2 separate regions of the Zea mays genome follow, and region 1 is linked to region 2. Evidence: chromatin contacts called from public Hi-C data. All regions are on one chromosome and are shown on one strand. Each heading gives the region's core, a stretch centred on a gene start, on an enhancer-like site or on the middle of the called end of the contact. The rest is flanking DNA. Distances are from core to core; before and after follow the strand shown.

What was found. Hi-C and Micro-C count contacts between places; a contact is called where the count stands out from the background.
Region 1: a contact with region 2 is called in a Hi-C map of leaf, with 2.7 times the contacts expected there. The contact joins two enhancer-like sites. A contact is called at or near these places in 6 of 25 Hi-C or Micro-C datasets (bundle sheath, ear, leaf and 2 more).

The regions. Positions count from the first base shown.
Region 1 is chr7:176,041,254-176,048,066 of Zm-B73-REFERENCE-NAM-5.0, reverse strand. No RefSeq gene overlaps it. Among protein-coding and RNA genes, the nearest start is that of LOC100193693, 30 kb to the left of the region's middle. Within about 2 kb of position 3,381, at least 19 of the 20 cell types and tissues checked have an H3K27ac peak or open chromatin away from gene starts, as enhancers often do. A contact at or near this core is called in bundle sheath, ear, leaf and 2 more, where this site is marked.
Region 2 is chr7:175,878,070-175,885,005 of Zm-B73-REFERENCE-NAM-5.0, reverse strand. No RefSeq gene overlaps it. Among protein-coding and RNA genes, the nearest start is that of LOC100276089, 40 kb to the right of the region's middle. Within about 2 kb of position 4,720, at least 18 of the 20 cell types and tissues checked have an H3K27ac peak or open chromatin away from gene starts, as enhancers often do. A contact at or near this core is called in bundle sheath, ear, leaf and 2 more, where this site is marked.

The DNA of each region.
Region 1 (6,813 bases), core at 2,132-4,631, 160 kb before region 2:
CTACCCCGAGCTGACTCAGGCTACGGGGAACAAGACCGGCGTCCCATCTGGCTCGCTCCGCCAGATAGGCAATGATGGCGCCCCGCACGCTCTGTGACGATGGCGGCTCTCGGCCCCCTTACGGAAGCAAGAGGACGTCAGCAAGGACTCGACAGCCCCGACAGATGCCCTCTCGCCAGGCTCCAGCACTCCTCCGACGGCCACGACATCACACGAACCGGGTGCCAAAACCTCTCCGGCTGCCACGACGGCATGTACTTAGGGCGCTAGCTCTCCTCCGCTAGACACGTAGCACATTGCTACACTCCCCGTTGTACACCTGGATCCTCTCCTTACGCCTATAAAAGGGTGGACCAGGGCCCTCTTACAGAGGGTTGGCCCGCGCGGAGAAGGACGGGACGGCGCTCGCGCAAGGCCGCTCGCTCCCACTCCCGCGTGGACGCTTGTATCCCCCTACTGCAAGCGCACCCGACTCAGGCGCGGGGCTAACACGAAGGCCGCGGGATCCACTCTCTCACGTCCGCCTCTCTCCGGCTGCTTCCTTTCCCCCCTTCGCGTTCCGCCTCGCGTCGACCCATCTGGGCTGGGGCACGCGGCGACAATTCACTCATCGGTCCAGGGACCCCCCGGGTTTCAAAACACCGACACTGAGCGTAAGGAATTGGAAGACTGTATGAAGTTGGACGAGGAGTTTCAACGACAAGCTGGAGTAAACTCTTGTACCTCCTTCATAGATCCGAGAGGTAGTGCGGGAGTATTACTCAAAATACGTCCGTAGCCGAGAGCCACAACTGGGATCTCATCTGTCATCTCTTAACATTCACACCAGTGAATTATCTGGTTTCATCGCATAATAGTAATTACCCATCACTGAATTCCTATCATGTTTTTAGATTGTTGGATATAAAGGCAATTTAGTGATGATCAAATTGATTCCAACAAATTTAAAAGGAACAACAATATGTTTCGTATATATAACTCACTAGCAGTTCATAATCTAGTGCTAGTGATAGAAAGAATATGAGAACAAACGATAGAGAAAGTATAGACATTCTCATAGTAGGGTTGTCGGTGCTAGAACAACGCAATAGTAGACGAGCAGACCTACGAGAACCACGACGTTGGCGTAGAGGAAGTAGACGAACAACGATCAGTCGTGGCGATGTTTCTCAAAAACCTGATACGACCCCTACTCCGTGCAGGGACACAAAGGGACGTAGACTTCGGAGATCCTGCTCTCCCAACCCCGATGGCACGTCGTCGATGGGATGGGGAAGACGAGTGCAGCTCAACGCTTTGGAACGAGTAGATGAAAATTCTGTGTTTGAGGACGATGTCCCCATTATATTCACACGACGCGGCAAAAAACAGGCGAGTAATTGGCCGCGTAATCACAATAACTTGATTGACTCACAATCAATCAATTGGATCAATCACAATTAATACGAGAATAATTGCTTACCAAAATAGGCCAGCACAATTTTTCATGCAAAAAATACGAAGTAGCAAAAGAAAGCCACGCCAACCGCAAGGTCGAAAGCGAGAAATCGCTGGAACATTCACACACATGTCGCGCGCTCACGCCCATTGCCTATCGCCAGGCCCGACAAGGCGAGGGCGAGCGTGCACGTGTGTTCTCTCGTTACATCTCCGCAATAGTTTCAATTAGATAGAGATAACTCTACTATTTAAGTTGGCATCACTCCTCCTGAATTAGCAATGTGGTACTAAAGTTATCACTGTACCATACATGCGTGATTGGACCTTTGGGATACATAGGAACTATTGTTTGGGCCAAGCACAAATTCTCTAACACGGTATTCCTAAAAACTACTTATACTATAGAAGTAAAATATAGTGACAAATGGTGTTATTCTTTTGCTAATCATATTAACCACAAGATAAGTTGATAATATACCACTATCGAATGGCGTTCAACGTAACACATATATTTGCGTGAGACAAACAGCATGGACTGAACTCTTGTTAGATTGATGTTACCAGAGAGTAACAACTGGATTGATATATGAAACTAACAACTACTAGTCCTATTAACTAGCGGACTCATATTTTAGTTTGTATATTTGGATCATCATAGACTAAGAAGTTAGTTAGCCTGTTGTTAGTTAGATCCATACATGACTTAAGCTTCTTGGACAGGAATGAGAAATAATGTACCGTTATGTTTCAAAATGATTATATCGTACATACAGCCACCGATTATACAGAATACAGATAATAATTAACCCTTCAGTCCCACAAATCCATATTGGAAGTTACAGAGCCACTGTCTGCTAGTAGGGGCAAAAATATGAAAAGTGGAACGCCGGCTCTCTATCAATCAAATGAATCCGACCGCGAGATATCAAAAGATGATTAATAATTGCTTTCCATATCATCCAATCACAAAATCTAGTCATCTGCCATTGTTTTTGGCACGCACCTTTCGTTGAAGCTAGATAGAGATGTACGTATCTCCTTTACGATTTCCTTAAAGGTGGGTTTGGGGGTGATAAAAAGGGCCCACGCGTGCACTATAGCTGGTTACTACATCGCAGCATCAAATCCAGCTGAAACGACACGTACTCGACCAATGAACATGTGTAATCCAAGTGCAGCAAGCAATTGCTGAACTTTTCGAAGCTCATACATTATGAGAAAGAAAGAAAACAACTGCAGAAGAAAGAGCCTCTTTTTAGGAGTCGTTCTATACGTGGTTGGTTGTGTTAATACGCGTTGATGAATAAAATAGAAGAGAGGATTGGTTTGACCTAACTCTGTCTGAAAACTTTGGCGCCAAAACGGCGCAGGTTGTTAATTAGCAAATGGTTCTTAACAAAATGACATATATAACCTACCTACCTACCTGATCTGATGCAAAGCAGCAAAGTGAGACCGACGCGCGCGGTCGGCGTACACTAAATTAACGAGAGCTTATTAGTCTGTGTGCGCCCGGCCACATGTTTTGTGATGTGAGCTAGCTGTTTGCTGTACAGTCTGTCGCACACATGATCTCATGTACGTATCCGACAGTGAACAATGCTTCCACCTGACAGTGCAAGCCAAGGCAAGGGTCGTTGTGGAGCGGTCACGACGAAGGAATCTTGCTCGCGTTCCGGCGATGCAACATGCAATGCAATACGCTGGTACTGTAGCACTGCTGCACCACTGATGCATCTGCATTCCCCATTCTGCCCGAATCTCTCTCAGGCCGGTAGCGTCTTAAATGCGGCAGTTTGTTTTATAGCAGGGCCATAAATGTGGCAGTTAAAGTCGTTGCGAGCGGCGACGGCGCGAGTCGCGAGGTGGCTCTCTCCGGCCCGGGCCCCCCACGCCCCTCCTGTCTGTGGGCTGCGGGCAGAGAGCGGCCGGCGGCAGCAACACGGGGGCTGGCTGGCTGGCTTGTCTCGTCCTCGTCTGCTGGTTTGGTTTCACTTCCCAGAGCAGACAGACGTGGGGCGGGGGGCCCTCCCCGCCCCGGTCGCGGATCCGGCCTGTCTCCTCCCACTTCCCCGCCTCGGTGGGCCCGCCGCCAGTCAGGTGGTGCAGCCAGCCACGAGTCGACGGCAAGAAAAGCGAGCCCCCCGCGCCGCGCCAACCCGTCAACAGTGCTCGCTTTCTGCCGAGCGAAGCGACCAACCAAACCAGCGGCCGCTTGCGACGGGACTAGGGAGGGCCCGCCGGCGGGGCGGCACCGCCCATGGAAAAAAGCCGCCGCCGCGCGGTACGATCGCGCGCCGGCGAGGCTAACGGCGGCCCCAGCAGCATGGGCGCCCACGCCTCCTTCCCCGCTCGTACGTTTTCCGCGGCGGGTTTGGCCGCTTCGGGTTCGGGCCTTCCGTTCCGCGCTCGGTCCAACGTGCGCACGGTGCGCCCGCCGCGCACGCGTACGCTTTCACGTGCCCCCATGACCGTGCGTTTTTTTTTTGGTTTTTGTCGCGATCGATCCCGAGGGAGTGGGGGTTTCGCGACGTGCGCGCGTCGTCGTCGCCCTTGCTCCCGCAGCCCGCTGGACTGGGATCGGCAGGCGGCACTCGGCCGCCCGGCCGGACCGGACCCCGCCGGCCGCGCGCGCGCATGCATGCATGTGTATGGTTTTGCGTGCGCGCGAGTGCGAGGCCCTGCGCGGTTTGGCGGTTTCCGCGACGTGCGCGCAAGCGAGGCCGGCGGCAGCAGCTATAGCCTAGCATGGGCGCGCACGGTGCACCGGCCGCCCTCGGTCGCTGCCTCTGTATGTCGCAGCATGGCGCTTTCACCACTGTTCACCCTTGTTGGCCTACTTGCGGCAGAGAGCAAGTTCCAACATGTTGCATATGTAAACCAATTATAAAAATGTGTTTTAGCGTTTAATTAAAGAAAACTAAGTTAGGCACATCCATAGTGTGTGTGTATATATATACTCGCATAAAAGTTGTGGTGCAAATTAAGTCGCTTTTTAAAAACTCTCAATAGAACAAGGATTTTTCAAACGTATGTGCACTAAAAGACAAAATATGTGTCTAGATAGGACTCTAGCTCTTTCATATATATATAGCCTTTTCAGTTTGACTTCGCATCTCAACTTTTGCACGTGAGTGTGCATAAGTTTGTAGTACGCCCTATTGATGGATATACTATGGTTTCCAAAAAAAAAGTTGAACAATAACCAAAGTACATTTTTTTTGAATCGATTTCCACCTGCTTACACATTACGATGTTTTGTAGTCGTTCAAGGGCTTTAAGGTGAAGCAAGTGAAGTGTAAAAGCTGCCACACCATAGTTGTGTGGAGATGGAAGAAGTGGGATGATAATAAGAGGGGAGAGAAGAGAAATTCTGTGAGAAAATGGTGTGACCAAATACTACTGATAATTACATATAATATATATATAAACAGACAAGTAATTAATATATTTGTAGACTGTTTGATGGACTGTACTACGCATGCTCTCAGAGATACTACTATAGAGTTGTTTACAATTACAAGGAGTATCTGCGGGGAGGGAAACCCCCCGGCCGGCCCCTCACACACATGCATGCATGCATGCAGGCTGAACAGAATGTTTCCCCATGGACCCATGCAGGGACACGACACGAGAATATTCTCTCGTGTCTCGAGTGCATCAGCTCTCAAGTCAAGGCTGGCATACTGGAGTAGTAGTGTCTGCAACTTGCAAAGGCAATGCATATGTGGATTTTTTCCCTTCTCCTTTTCGGGATCCCTAAACAACGGGCCCCTGTCGAGACCATCCAACAGGTGGCCCGTGTCCGGCCAGCACAGCTCGTCAATTCACGTCGTCGATCGTGGTGGCTCTAGCTACTCTCGATCCCTAGAACGTACGTACAGTCGAGAAGAGCCATGCATCCAGCAGAGCCTGCCATGCATGCATGTTATTTCTGACTAGATGTTCAGCGACGCGCGTACGGGGCCATATGCAGTTCAGTACGTGGCTTCTCTGTATGTATGGTTCTTTAATTATTGAAAGGGTCGCTAGCTGGAGTACATTATTATGGTTACTTTCCACCATGCATGGATTACATGCATGTGTTCAGCTTGCATTGTGTGTGAGAGGGATAGATCATAGATACAGCATGGCGCTGATGCATGCTAAAGCTAAAGCCTAAAGCGGCTAGCCGTGTTCATGCATGTTATTAGTTTCCTTCTCCTCTTCGACGTGCGCCATGCATATGCCGTGCAGACTGCGACAAGCGCACACTGCTGTCTGTGCCCTGCCTGTGTCCCCGCCCCTAGCTAGCTCCTCCATGCCGAAAGAAAAGCCTTTCCGATGTGTGGAGTGGAGCTATAGATATATAGATGCATGGAGAGAGACAGAGACAGAGAGCATGCACGTTGTTGAATCGGCCGGGACGGCACATCGTGTGCACGACAGCTGTAGGCGCGCGCGTACCTTAGCTTCTCTCTAGTGGCCGGTGTGGTCGTACTTGGGTTGGGAGTTGAGGCAGGCGCTAAGTACGCTGCAACTTGCTTGGACGGACGACGATGGTGCTTTTTTTTGTTTTCTCCTTTCTGAAAAGACCATCTGCAGAGGCTAGCTAGCTAGCAGCTTTCCAAGTACTCCTACGGCAATGTTACTGCTATACCTAGTTGTGTAGAGTACGTACAACGTACGTACGTTTTGTTTTCATCCATCTCATCTCGTACGCGCGTGCGTGTCTCGCTCGCCCGTAGAGTTTCGTAGGAAACTAGTGCTAGTGTAGATCAGGTACTACTACAATGCAGCGAGCACTCGACAGCACACAGCGGCGTGTGCATACATGCATACTGTTGCATCCGATTCCCATTAACACGTCTGATCGAGCTTCGGAGGCAAGTGTGTTGCACACTTGCACGTACGTACGCGCACACGCACACGTGATAACAAAACAAACAGAACGGGCAAACGAAGCCGCGGCGCGCCAGTCGATCGATATCCCCAGCTCTTCAATTCGTTTTCCTCGTGTCGTCGTTGGACATGCGTGCATCCATGGAGAAAGATTGGAGCAGCTAGTCGTGACTAGTCGTCACTGCGCGACACCTATCTACACTGAAACAAAGATGGTGTCATGCATGCACGAGCTTTTCCATCCAGTTATGACACATGTGAGCTTGCTGTGTGTGTGTGTGTGTATATATATATATATATATATATATATATATATATATATATATATATATATATATATATATATATATATATATATATATATATATATATATATATATATATATATATATATATATATATCTAGCCCATATATATATGCATGGCAGCCTGCAGTCGTCGATCTATCGTCGCATCAACAGTGTCTCGCTCCATGGATCATTGGCCACAAAT
Region 2 (6,936 bases), core at 3,471-5,970:
TTCATTTAAATTGTATTTGCATATTTCTGTTAAAAATTAAAATTATTTTCATATTGAAATTGTATTTTCATAATTTTACAATCACAGGCGGTTTTGTCTTAGGGTCCGCTTGTGAAAAGGATAGAGCATCACAGGCGGTCCTAAACAAAAACCGCTTGTGATACTATTACATCACAGGCGTACTAAACCGCCTGGGACATCACAGGCGGTTTTCTAACCGAACCGCCTGTGATGTAAAAATCCTACCGCTTGTATAGAGCCAAATTGTACTAGTGGGACCTAGGCACAATGGACCTCATACATTGATGGACTAGGTCTTGACACGAGCATGAGACAAACCATGTTGTATTGTAAGTAGGTCGTGCCTTTTTTTTTTTGCTTCGAATATATACTAGTTCATAGACCTGTGATCAATTTGGAGATGTGGGTGGAGGTGGAGGTACGTGCAAGGATCGATGGCAGCAAAAGCCGGTTGCAAAACCACGGGCCCTGCCCACAAACTTGTGCCTGGCCGGCCGGGCCCTTTCCTGGTGCTAGATGCCGCCACACTCCTGTTTGCAATAATGGTCGTTCTCAGCGGATATTAGCATGCGAAGACAAGTTACGAACCGTCACTTTTTTTTGGTTTATTTGAGATGTTAACAGTCAGTCACCTTGGCTAACGGAGAAGGAAAGCGTGTGTGACGATAAGACGAGAGAAGGATATATACATATGCAATGCAATGAGCCGCGCCAATGACTAGTAGACCCGTGAGTCGTGACCTATAGGTTGCTGTTGACATAAATTTATATTGGAGACCCTACATCTCGCGATCTTTAATTTCTGAGACATCATCCCTGCACTGCACACACACTTCTTTGAACCATCCAATGGCAATTCTTCGACAGACGATGCTGCCTGTACGTACGTACGTTCAGTCCTATATATACGCTGCATGCGCCAAAAGGGGGGAAAAAGCACAAGGTGCCGCGGCCCAAACAGATACAGTATGATTCTAGATTTTGTTTTTGCTAATATAAGTATCCATAAACGAGTTTTTATAGGAAAAAAAACGAGGAACCAAAACTGCTAAAGTAATTTGATGGTGACAAATAATGCAAGTTAAATATAGGCTGAAATGGACAGGTAGTTGTTGGCACATATATACTAGTACAAAAAAACTGAAAACTCGAAGCAACGGTTGCACGCGCACACACACATGGCGGTCAGTTTCGAAGTGGTTCATCAGCGAGTAGTGTAGTGCGCCCACCAAATGAGCCCACCGTGTCCGGACGCGACAACGACAAGGGTGGAAAGGAGACCACGCACGGGCGCAGGCAGAGTCACCGATCCAGGTCAATCATACGTGTTGGCCATAAACATTTTCGCCCACTTTAATTGCTTTGCCGTAAGTGCATGCACGTAGTGAATACTACGTTCGTACGCGACATGCATGCTAGCTTCTACCGGATCTGCATTTGTTTATGTCTTGGCGACGATTTGCCACGTCGGCACCGAACCTCTCGAAGAGGTCCCTGTACACAGCTTGTTTTCTTCGGAAGTGGAACTGCTACCTGTGCAAAGCTAGCTGACAGCTGCCGCTGGCAGTTACAATCAACTCAAATAATTACAAGCAAGCTCGATCGATGGCCTTTTCATCGATCTAGGTAGATGCGATGCATGCAACAATAGCATAGAGAGTAGTGTTGTTTGGGAGTGCAGAAAGCAAGCAAGCTAAGGCCGTCGTTGCATTGCATCAGAAATAAATAAAGCTAGAGGCAGCTTGCCTTGCATGCCCAAGAAGTATACAGTGGTTTTGTGTAATGGAAGGTGACTGGATTTTATCATTGGATGATATGGAAAGACACGTACGTACGGTGGTTTTGTTCACATTTTGGTTGGCATGCGTGCGTGGGCTCGCCCGCCGCGCCTTTTCTTTTCCTCTGCCTCTTGTCCCTACTCTCTTGCAATCACTGTCGATCTCCCTCCCTCTCGATCTCCTCTCTCCAAAGCAAATTAAAAAGGGATGAATGAAGCTTGTAGATTGTACGTACAAGCTTAAGTGCCGAAAACCGAAAACTCAGCGGTTCACTGTCTGTTGAGCACATGGATCACTGATACCTTTTCATTGTAGCTTGGACAAGCATGCATGCAAACTGCAATGCTACATGGCTATTAGCTAGTGCTTAAGTAGTGGCGTGTATCATACATACAAAGTGGAGAGTTTGTCTCTTGCAAGCTAATATATATAATAAAAAAAGGTAGCAGGTTAGGTTTGGATTTGTGTGTATGCATCGAACTCTTTGTTTATATACTGTAGTATTAGGTAGAGCTATAGCTTTAAAACAGTAGTAGACTGATTTGGTTGATCCGGCACACACATGCAGTTTGAATCATATGCATGCCTAGTTAGCTAGCTTCTGCATCTTTTGACAGGATATATATACTACCCGCCTGCTGCATGAACAGGACAAGACTTGGGCGGTTTTATATAAAGCGTATATCTATAGAAATTTCTCCCAAACTAATTAATATATAATAAGTGTTCACGATCGAGTGCCTGTCGTTTCTTCCTTGTTGTTCGAAAAGTGTCACTATGCTAGATTGCAACCGATCCTGGCCGACGCTACGTACGTTGCATATATATGTACATGGGCGTACGTGCTAGTGCAACGGTTGGCTGAACAATTGTAAACTAACGCGAGATCGAGAGAGAGATTTGGCGTTCCACGACATGCACCAATATAATGCCAGTTTTGTTTGTCGATACGGTTGCATAAAATAGTGCGACACACTTTGGCACCTCTAGTGTGAAGACTGGTCTCCAGTCTCTCGCACGGTTAATTATAATTATATATATATATATATATATATATATATATATATATATATATATATATATATATATATATATATATATATATATATATATATGGCATGTCACTGTTGTGTGGCACGTACGAACACAAAGCATTGCGTTGCGTCCCCCTGGAATTAATTTGGTTCGGAATCATCTCATGTACTTGTCTGTTCCTAGCTACTTTGGTTCATCGTGGGATGTGATTGGGCACGAAGTCACCGACCCAATACCACCTAACTAAAGAGATTTAGATATACTTTTTGATCTGATCTCCGCATTAAAATAAAACCACAAGTGCAGTACACTTGTTGCCCTCTCCTTATTTCCTTATTGTTATTGATCCACAATAGTCTGTGCGTACATATGATTCAATAAGCATGCCTACACCTGATTAATACATAAATAAATTAATAGTTTTGTGCGTGTTTTTATAGAATTTTTTTTTTATGAATCGCAGTACACACAGACACAAACACTTATAAATCATAGCATGCATGCATGCACACTCACCCCATGCATCGTGCTAGCTAGATCAGTTTCAGAACAAACTGCCTTAATTATACTACGATCGAATCAGCTTATATTTCCATATGTAAAAAAAAGTGGAATCGATCTGCTGCAAATATATAGGCCAAGCACAACAGCGACTTTATTTCAAAAGTCTCGGTGGAAAAGCCAGCACAATAGCAGCAGCTCCTTTGCAATAAATTGGTGATGCGTGGTTCGAAATGAAGCACGCAACCTCACGTTTGTAAAAGTGAGAGATTGGGTCGGCTGAAAATGGCGACGGCATGCATGCATCACGATTTCGTGCGTCCATCCTACAGCCCGTTGGCAACTTGAGCAGGCGCAGGACTATGCAAACCGATCCGTTTATATGTATGCTTGCATGCTTTATTTACAGCAAGATGACTTTTTTCCCCGTAAGAAACAGTCGTAGCAATAAAAGGTTTAAATGTTGCCAAGCTTGCTAAAACCGCAGTACTCTTTTCCATGCATGTACGCTTTGCACACGTGCACAATTGGTTTGCATGCATGCATGAAAGTGCACTTTGGACTCTAGTGTCAGCGTACAGTACCGACCGGTTCGCAGTTGAAAGTAATTGTAGAGGCTAGGGGGGACGAACTGAACCACACAAATGAAACAGCACTTTGCATTTCGTACAGAGCCTGACGACGATTAATCTCTGGCTATGGCGTGCGGCCGGGTAGACTGCAAAGATGGAAATAACTCGTGCGCACTTTAAACTTTTCGTGATCATGCATGCATGCATCAGTTTCTCGCTTTCAAACATTACTGTATATGGTCATTGCCTCCATCCAATAAAAAAAAGTGCCTTTAGGTTTAGGAGATGTTTGAATGCAATAGAGATAATAGTTAGTGGCTAAAATTAGTTGAGACATCCAAACACCCTAGCTAATAGTTCAGCTATTAGCTATTTTTGGTAAATTAGTTAATAGTTAGGTAGTTATTTGTTAGCTAGCTAATTTTAATAACAATTTTTAGCCAACTAATTATTAGTTCTAGTGCATTCAAACACCCCCTTAATCTAAATCAAACCATTTTAAATTTTACTTATTTTAGTAAGACACTGCTAGCTGCTGCCTAGCTGTTAATGGGGAAAAAGGCGCCGCCTTTCCGGCTGCAGGCTTTTCCCGCTTCTCGTGCCCGTGCAAGTCGGTGCAGAAGAACCAGTGCTACTCGTGCAGGTTGCCAGTTCCAAGGTCTGCAGGCTGCAGCTCGCCGTGTGTCGGAGTAGTAGTTTGCTATGCATAAACAATCTAGCAGCGGCAACCGGCAAAATTGACACGGTGGCCCAGTCCGGCCTGCCAGCGACCATTCGACCCGCTTTTCTCCTTTTGGTGGGCTCGGCGGCTGAAAGGGCCCAATGCAGCGCATCACGAGGCAAGTACTACTGTTTCCTTGTTGAAATGGGCTTACGCTTAAAGACTAGATTGCAGGCGGGCTGGGATGATTCTTTGGCCCGTGTTTAGATTGGCTGGACCCAGCCCTTTATCTCGTGTTTTTTTTGGTCTGCAAATGGCATCTTTTCAAGTGTCGTGTCGATCGCAACCTGCGGCCTGCCGCCATTTGGCGGATGAACCGTTGGACAAGACAAGCCTGTGGGATGTGTGAGCTTTTTGGTTGCTGCAGCTGAAACCACCATACCCTCCTGCTGCTCATAGTCATGCTGGCTGCTGGGCTGTCTAGTGTCTCTCTGCTACCCTACCCCAGCTAACCAAGCTGCCCTGCGTCTGCGTGCACATCTTTCTGCTGATCCACTACTGAAGAATTCACGAATGAGACCGTATAGGAACGGAATCCTAGGTCGCTGATGAAACATGCTGAAAATGGGTAGCCATGCATGCTGCGGCCGCGAGTCCCTTCATCCCATCCCATGTCTTCTTGCTGTGCCCACTACGGCAGTCATGTGCTAAAGCCCATTGCATGCATGCATGCATGAGCATGCTCGCAGGTTCCAGGTCGTTTCAGCATCCCGTCATGCGCGCACAACCGATCGACAAGTGATGATCACTCATACTTAGGTGCAGCTAACCCATACATGGTTGAACCACCGGTCCAATCCCTTCCCTTGACATTTTTTCAGGGAATATGGATAGACTGATCAGGCCAGGAAGTTGTGGTTGGAGCGAGGTCTGAACAGTTGACCTGAATCGGCTCAGGAGGCTGGTTTAAATAAAGCGGCTAGCACACTTTAAATAATTTGGTCGACAGTCTAGCACGAAACTGATAAAGATAGACCAAATTAACCACAGCGAAAATATAGTAGGCATGCAGGCCTCTAATGGATCTGTGTGCAACTATATATATAAGAAGGGGGACAGATAGAGCATCTATTTGATTAAGGAAGAGTGCCGCGCCTTTGCTTTTTTCTTTTTCACGTATGTACTTTCTCTGGCCACAGATATATATAAGTTATTGACGCAATCTCCAATAGTCAAATACGACATTTTAACCAACAACCTGTGTAGAATTTTATATTATCAAGTGAGAACAGCTAATGACGATGTGAATATTAGTCAAAAAGAATTAAGCTCTCAATAACCTTTAATTTCCTCGCCGTACGTGGTCTCAGTTCATTCAATCAAGCAACGGATAAAAAAACAAATCTTTAGTATTGTTTACGTTAGTCAACATTCGCTGACTAAAACACCTATCTGTATTAAAAAACCGTATTTGTGGCATGAATTCTTAGATCGATGTTACAATTTTTAATTTTTACTTTTTATCATTTTTATATGGATTCTTAATTTAAACATTTTTTCACAACTTGTATGAGTTTGTTTTCTTAATTTATTGTTCCAAATTTTCTGTTTATCAATTGTGTTACTCATAGGCTCTTTTGTTTAACCTAAGTCGTCTAATCATCGTAAATTCCAACGTTTTTTTCCCCGTCTTTCCCCTTTTTCTTTTCTTCATAATTGTGGTGGCTATTTCTAGATCTTCTCAGCTAGCGAAAGATACTGGCTTCTTTTAGTACTATTGTAATAAAATAATGTATCGATTATGGAATTTTTATATAGTCAAAGACTCGAAGTTAAAAGTAGGACGTACACACACCCACGTGTACAATCTCGTGTGAGCCTGGCCGACCGCGTACGTTCGTTTTGGGCGTACATGTGGATGCAACCAATATAACTTATTTTGCATCTATCCATGCAGTCTACGTTTCACACGTGCAGACAACAAAACACATACTTAGCTAAAGTCAACGCACGTGGTGACGCGGGACGAGACGGTGCAGCTAAACAATCACATGGAATGTAGATGAGCTTGTGCAAACGCTAACCTGGACAGTGGAGCATACTGTAGTGTTTGTGCATGCATGCGAATGTTAAACGTTTCTGTTTTTTTATTCCCGCGGCATATGTAGTCCAGTCAAAAGTTTTATTCTAATTGTACGAAGGCAATTATGCACACAAGGAGATGATTCAGAAATCAAAATTGTTCTTTTCCTCCACTCATCATGATGGGACGGTAACAGCTAGCTTAACATACGTTTATCGCTGCGTTATGACAAACTAACTATGCGAATGAATTGACACACATTAACATCACCTTTGTCAAGTTTAC